Regions from separate parts of the Mus musculus genome. Here region 2 is linked to region 1. Evidence: chromatin contacts called from public HiChIP or PLAC-seq data. All regions are on one chromosome and are shown on one strand. The core of a region is the stretch at or near the end of the contact, and the rest is flanking DNA. Distances in the headings are between cores, read along the strand shown. Region 1 overlaps Adipor1 (adiponectin receptor 1). Region 2 holds the start of Ptpn7 (protein tyrosine phosphatase, non-receptor type 7).

Region 1 (2,815 bases), core at 307-2,806:
TCATTTTCAGGGTTACAGCCTGGGCTCAAGGCTCTAATAAGAAGCCTTCATCACACTCCTCACAGCAAGCAATGATCTACCCGGAAGCAGGAAGTTTAAAAGACAAGGAGGCTCCCCAAGTCCGCCCTTTGCCACACACACACCCCTAAATCACCGGCTCTGCAAGAGCGCGTCCCAACCACCACAGCCCATAAATCTAAGCCCCACTCAAAATACTTTGTATAAACTAGACACAGTCATGCACGATCCTTAAGGAAGAATCAGAATTCAGACTCCCAGCACATTCTCAAACATTGTAGGATTTTCTGCACTGGCCTTTTTAATGTAATATTTTCAAATTAGGCTTCAGAGAAGAATAAAGCAAAGCAAAGTTTCCTAAGACTTCTATGTGGTATTTCTAAGTCTTCTTCCTTCCAGAGGCAGGGCTTTGTTACTTCATAGCAACACCCCGAGCCAGAAGAATACCACAGGGCAACCCAAAGACAGCACCGTGGGTTATATGATGAGAGAGACATTTAAACTTGGGAGACTGCCTCCTTCATGGTGGGAAGTAAACATGACTATTCCCTGGAGAGACACTGCTTCACCCATGGCAGCTCACTATGTAAACAAACATCTTTGGCATCTGGACTAGTTTTTACCCAAGAGTAATCTCAATTCCCTCTCAGGGATTATAATTAGGTATATGTAGGTTATGGTTAATCTTAGGGATCAGTGACTGGATTAAGGGGCGTCCAGATAGTTGGTAAAGCATTCTCGGGGGTGTGGGGTTTCAGGAAGAGGCTGGCATTTGATTTAGTGACCCGAGAGAAGAGGATATGCTCTCACCCATGAGTGAGCATTATCTAACTGGCTACCCCACAGGTAGAATGAAACAGAAGAAGAGGGAACTTTGAGGGTATGGTGGTAATGCAACTTTATTTAATCCAGCACTCAGGAGGCAGAGGCAGGTGGATCTTGGTGAGTTCAAGACCAGCCTAGTTTACATAGGAAGTTCTGGGCCAGCCAGAGCTACACAGTGATACCCTGCCTCAAACAAACAAATGATAAAATCCTCTTGTAGCTGTTCAGAACTCTAGGATCTCTGGCCTTTGGACTCTAAGGTTAGCACCTTTCAGCCTTCAGTTGGTAATTATGCCAATGACTTCCCTAGTTCTCTAGCCTGTAGATGGTCCATTTTGGGAGTTAATCTCCACATTCTTGTGGCTAATTCCCTGAACAAATGCTCATACCTATCTGCCTGCCTGCCTGCCTTCTGTTGGCTCTGGAGATGCCTGACTAATATCTTAATCTGCCCTGAGGTGAAGGCAATCCTCATACAAGCCATGCATCATCCTCTGCTTCATATGCATTCCTGCACAAACACGCGCACACACACACACACACGCACACACACACACACACACACACACACACACACACACACAGCTCAAAGAGTCAAATCTAGACTCCAGAGAGACACAAACAATAACTCATTACCCAATATACCTTTATGTCAACACAGACAGTTCCTCCTCCTTTTAGTGCACAAGCCTGGGACAAGACATTTGTTAACACACACAGTCACAATCAACACTTGAGCTCAAGAACAGGAAACTGGAGGCCCCTGGGAAGCCCAGCGGATAAGCAACTCATGTGAGAAGCAGTATTGGGAAATCTTAACAGCTGACCTCAAAACATCCTTCCTCAAAGGGAAGTCTTACTGAATAAACAGCTCCCAGACAAACAAACAAGCAAACAAAGAGCTTTGGTCATCTTTGAGAAGTCTGAAAAGAAGGGAACACTAAACCTCTAGTTACTAAAGCAGGCAACAGGAGAGAGACTACACACAGGCATTCGAGTTCTGGAGCACAATAGTACATGCATCCTAAACGATGCAGATCAAAAGTTTTGGTCTGAATCCGTATTTCAAAGTGACTGACTGGGCCACGTGCCAGCCAGCAAGCATGATTTACCACCATACCACTGGTCAAGGTTGGGGCCCTTTTCTTTCTACCATGGAGCTATCTCTTATCCTTTCCTCCAGAGTAAGCCAATTCACTCACTGAATACATAATGAATGCAGTTAGTTCTATAAGGTCCTGTGCAAAACAGAAGTTGAACAAGTTCTGTCCCTGTCTTTGGTATAACTAGATGGGTAAGTTAACTTGTGACATGATCTCACTGCTCCAGCAAGGCAGTGTAGGAAGAGAACTCTAAGCAGAATGGTCACACATTTAATTCACTGGGTGCTGTTTACACATTCCACCAGAGGCACAAGGATAGCACAAACTTCAGGTTGTACAATAAGAGTACAAAGATCAGACACAATCCAAGCTAGTATTTTTGCTTGTTTCTCTAATTGACCACGAAAAGTTGAGACAGGAAAGGAAGAGGGAGGGATCTGAGGTCTGGCAGAGGAGAGAGCAGTAACACTGGGCCCTGAAACCATTGCTCCTATAGCATGGACCACTCACCAACAGGAAATTGCAAGCATCTTAGGCTCTTAATTTAAATCAACACAAAGCCCTAAGGTGTGAGACTGATTCCAAGAGACTCTGGAATCCCACTGTGTGTCTGCCTCTAAACCCTTATGCATTTTAGAGGAAACACCTTTCCTCTCAAATGGGCCACACCCAGCACAGCAAATTATGACTGGGCCAAACCCAAGAGGGCATTTTTGCTGGGATTTCTTCCACTCAAGCTAATAAACTTTTACCACTAAGCTTCCCAACTGGATAAATGTAAGCTGTTATAGACTAAAGCCGTGGAGAAGGAGAGGCGTTTGTGTTCCTACAAATAAGATAATCCCGCACTAAACTTGGAGAAAAAGTTG
Region 2 (2,700 bases), core at 151-2,650, 710 kb before region 1:
ACGAGAAACTTGGTGCCTCTGCCATACAAGGAATGGGCGAGCAACCTTCAAATGAGCATTATTTGGTTTGGTTTTTCCAGGCCTTGTGGATTCAGTTGTTAGAACTGGACAGGAAAGAAGGAAGGGAAGGGACGGTGATCCAGGCCTAGGAAGATCCTCCCTGTGAAAGATCTCACCTCTCCTGCAGCCGCACATGCTTCTTGGCTGGAGCTTTGGTGGGTGGAGGCTGAGTCATGTCTGCCCCCAAAGACAAGGTCGGCAGCTGTGCTCTGGAGCGCCCCTCACAGGCCTGGACCATGCTGGGGTAGGTTGCTGGGCCCAAGGGAGGCTCATTCAGCCATGAGGCATGCCTGAAAGACAAGGTCCCGCGAAGGCCTCATTAGCTAGAAGAAGGCTTCTAGTCCAGGCCAGCCAGCTATTCCCTCAAGCAAGCGGCCCAACAGCTCTCTGTTGGGATGCAGGATAGAGGACAGTTAGGGGTTAGAGTAGAAGGAAGGTACTAGAGAGAATACAGGTATGGGGAAGATAGGAAGGAATCCAGAAGGAGGAAGAGAGAGGATACCCAAGTCCACAGGGCTCTAAGCTGGGGTCTGCATGAGGCCAACAGCCTGCTAACCACACAGAAGGAAAGGGAGAAAGCATACAGCTCTCTGAGTCTAGCCAGCTAGCAGGCTTCTCTATAATGAGAAATGGAGGCCTTGAGAAGCACTGGATCCAGTCAGGGATCCAGGCACGCTCCAACTTCTAGAAGGGTCTTCTCATTGTCGGCAGTTCCACTCCAAGATCAGTTGTGGCTCCTGGGGTCTCTGTCTAGGGCGGTAGCCCAGGGGTGTTTCCTCCCTCCTCCTTCCCATCCCCCAGTCTCCCGCCTCTGCAACCGTCACAGGAAATGGCCTCATCAAACCCTAGAGCGCCAGCGCATGGTGAGGCTACAGCTGGGGGTACAAGAGAGAGGGGGCATAGAGGTGATGAGGGCATCACCTTTTGGGGGCAGCCCCTGTCTCTCAGAGCTAAGGCATGGGTGACGTGGTGGTGGGGTTAGAGTCGCTAACCCATGGGGACAGAGCTTTGGGAGCAGTGTGGGCCCATGCAGGTGTGGCTGGGACAGTACTTGCCCACAACAGGAAGGGGCCTTTAGCCTCTCCTCTCCTGGCACTCTGTGTGGCTTCTTAGCCCTCCAGTCACAGGGACACCAGATATGTCACTTCTCATGCCCTGGCCAGGCATGGGAGCCCCAAACTCAATGCTTCTTCAACCCATCCTTGGAGCCCCCCATCCCACCCCAGGGCCATAGGATGTCTGTACTCACTTCAAGTACTTACTGAAGAAGCTATGTCCCCCAGGCTGCCTCTTGCCAGCTGTCTGTCAGTCCGTCTATCTTTGAGGACTGAGAGGTTTCAGGAAGCCAGCTTCCTCCCTCCGCCCCTCCTGGCTTCCACCCACGCACACCCAACTGCGGGCTGCCCTTCTGTGCCTGCCACAAGCTGCCACCAGGGGTCGGGTGCATCCTTCCTGTGCCCTCTAAGAGCAAGCGGCTGCTGTCCCGCCACCCTCACTGGATGCCAAGGCTCTGGGAAGCGGCGAGAGATGAGGCCTTCCCTGACCACCTCGGGCCTCCTCCTCTGGGTCCTCATCAAGTGCTGTCCCCCACCCCCACCTCTTCCTTGATAGCCATGGGGAACCTTCTGCTGCTCTTCTGGTTGTGACCTTGGCTAGAGACTTATTTCCACTTCTCAGCTTCTGCCCCTGTAAGCTTTGTTGCTTCAAAGCCTGGGAATTCAGGGCCAAACCCAGACCCCCAAACAGAGCAGATGTGTCACAGAGGTGCCATAGGGGGTGGCAGGGAAGAGGAGGCAGGAGTCCTTGCTCTGTACAGGAAGGAGAGGCCAGGGCTAGGCAGGAAAGCTTCTTTCCAACTCCCTGGCCCCTCAGCCTGCAGACATAGGCTTGTCACCAGAGAACAAGTATCAGAGCTTAACTGGAGAGGACTCTGGGGTGGCTTCCATAGCAGCCCCTCAGACTACCCCTCTGGGAGTGTCTTAGAACCCTGTATCTCCTCTGAAGACTTACAGATAGGTGAAGGCTGTGACCCTCACATCAGAGACTTCCCAGGTCCTCTTCACCAGGGGGCCACTTGGATGCTTGGGGTGTGGAAAGGGAGCAGTCCCCAAGTCTAGAACTCCACACACCCCCTACCCCCGCCTGGCTTTGCTAGGCCATTCGCTGGCCCTCAGCCCAACTGGTTCGTGGTTCATGCTTGCTTGCAAGACTCCTTCACTCTGTAATGTTCCCCAAAGCGTTCCTGGGCCCCACTGCTTGAATTCCACATCCTCTCTCTCTTCCTCCCACTTCTCCGATTCAACTGTCAAACGGGTGACACCGAAAAAGAGCTGCTGTGCAGTAAGCACAGGGATGGCACCTGAGGGGGGGGGAGGGGCTGCCCTTCTCTGGCCCACGGGGAGGAGGGGAGGACCAGGAAGAGCCTTTGAAGTCCTAGGGCTTGGGGCACCTGTCTTTGTTCTTGGCTGTAAGTCAGAGGGTGGTTCTCCCAGCCTCTCCATGGCTGGTTGGTTGGTTCTGGCTCCCTTTTCTCTGTGCCTGCTCTCCTGAGAGGACTAGGTGGGATTTCCTGAGGGGGAAGCTCAGTGGAGTTGGGAAGTGGTTGGCCCTGATGCCAGGATGAGATGACAGCAGCAGGAG

What was found. HiChIP or PLAC-seq counts read pairs in DNA pulled down with a chosen protein or histone mark.
Region 2: an H3K4me3 HiChIP or PLAC-seq map of bone marrow-derived macrophages shows a contact between it and region 1, with 3 times the contacts expected there. The contact joins the promoter of Ptpn7 here to the enhancer-like site in region 1. A contact is called at or near these places in 2 of 39 promoter capture datasets (the SN4741 cell line and second pharyngeal arch cranial neural crest), 3 of 484 Hi-C or Micro-C datasets (the G1E-ER4 cell line, LSK cells and natural killer cells) and 7 of 115 datasets of contacts at active chromatin or transcription factors (the 230-238 cell line, astrocytes, bone marrow-derived macrophages and 4 more).

Annotation. Positions count from the first base shown.
Region 1 is chr1:134,419,067-134,421,881 of GRCm38.p6, reverse strand. The region is part of intron 1 of Adipor1 (adiponectin receptor 1); the gene reads right to left. Among named protein-coding and RNA genes, the nearest start is that of Adipor1, 5.1 kb to the right of the region's middle. Within about 2 kb of position 1,556, at least 82 of the 459 cell types and tissues checked have an H3K27ac peak or open chromatin away from gene starts, as enhancers often do. A contact at or near this core is called in the G1E-ER4 cell line and bone marrow-derived macrophages, where this site is marked.
Region 2 is chr1:135,131,400-135,134,099 of GRCm38.p6, reverse strand. It overlaps Ptpn7 (protein tyrosine phosphatase, non-receptor type 7), which reads right to left and starts at 1,400. Exons shown (of 10, transcript NM_177081.4): 1 at 1,310-1,400; 2 at 177-350. The coding sequence starts at 298. It also overlaps the pseudogene Ptprv.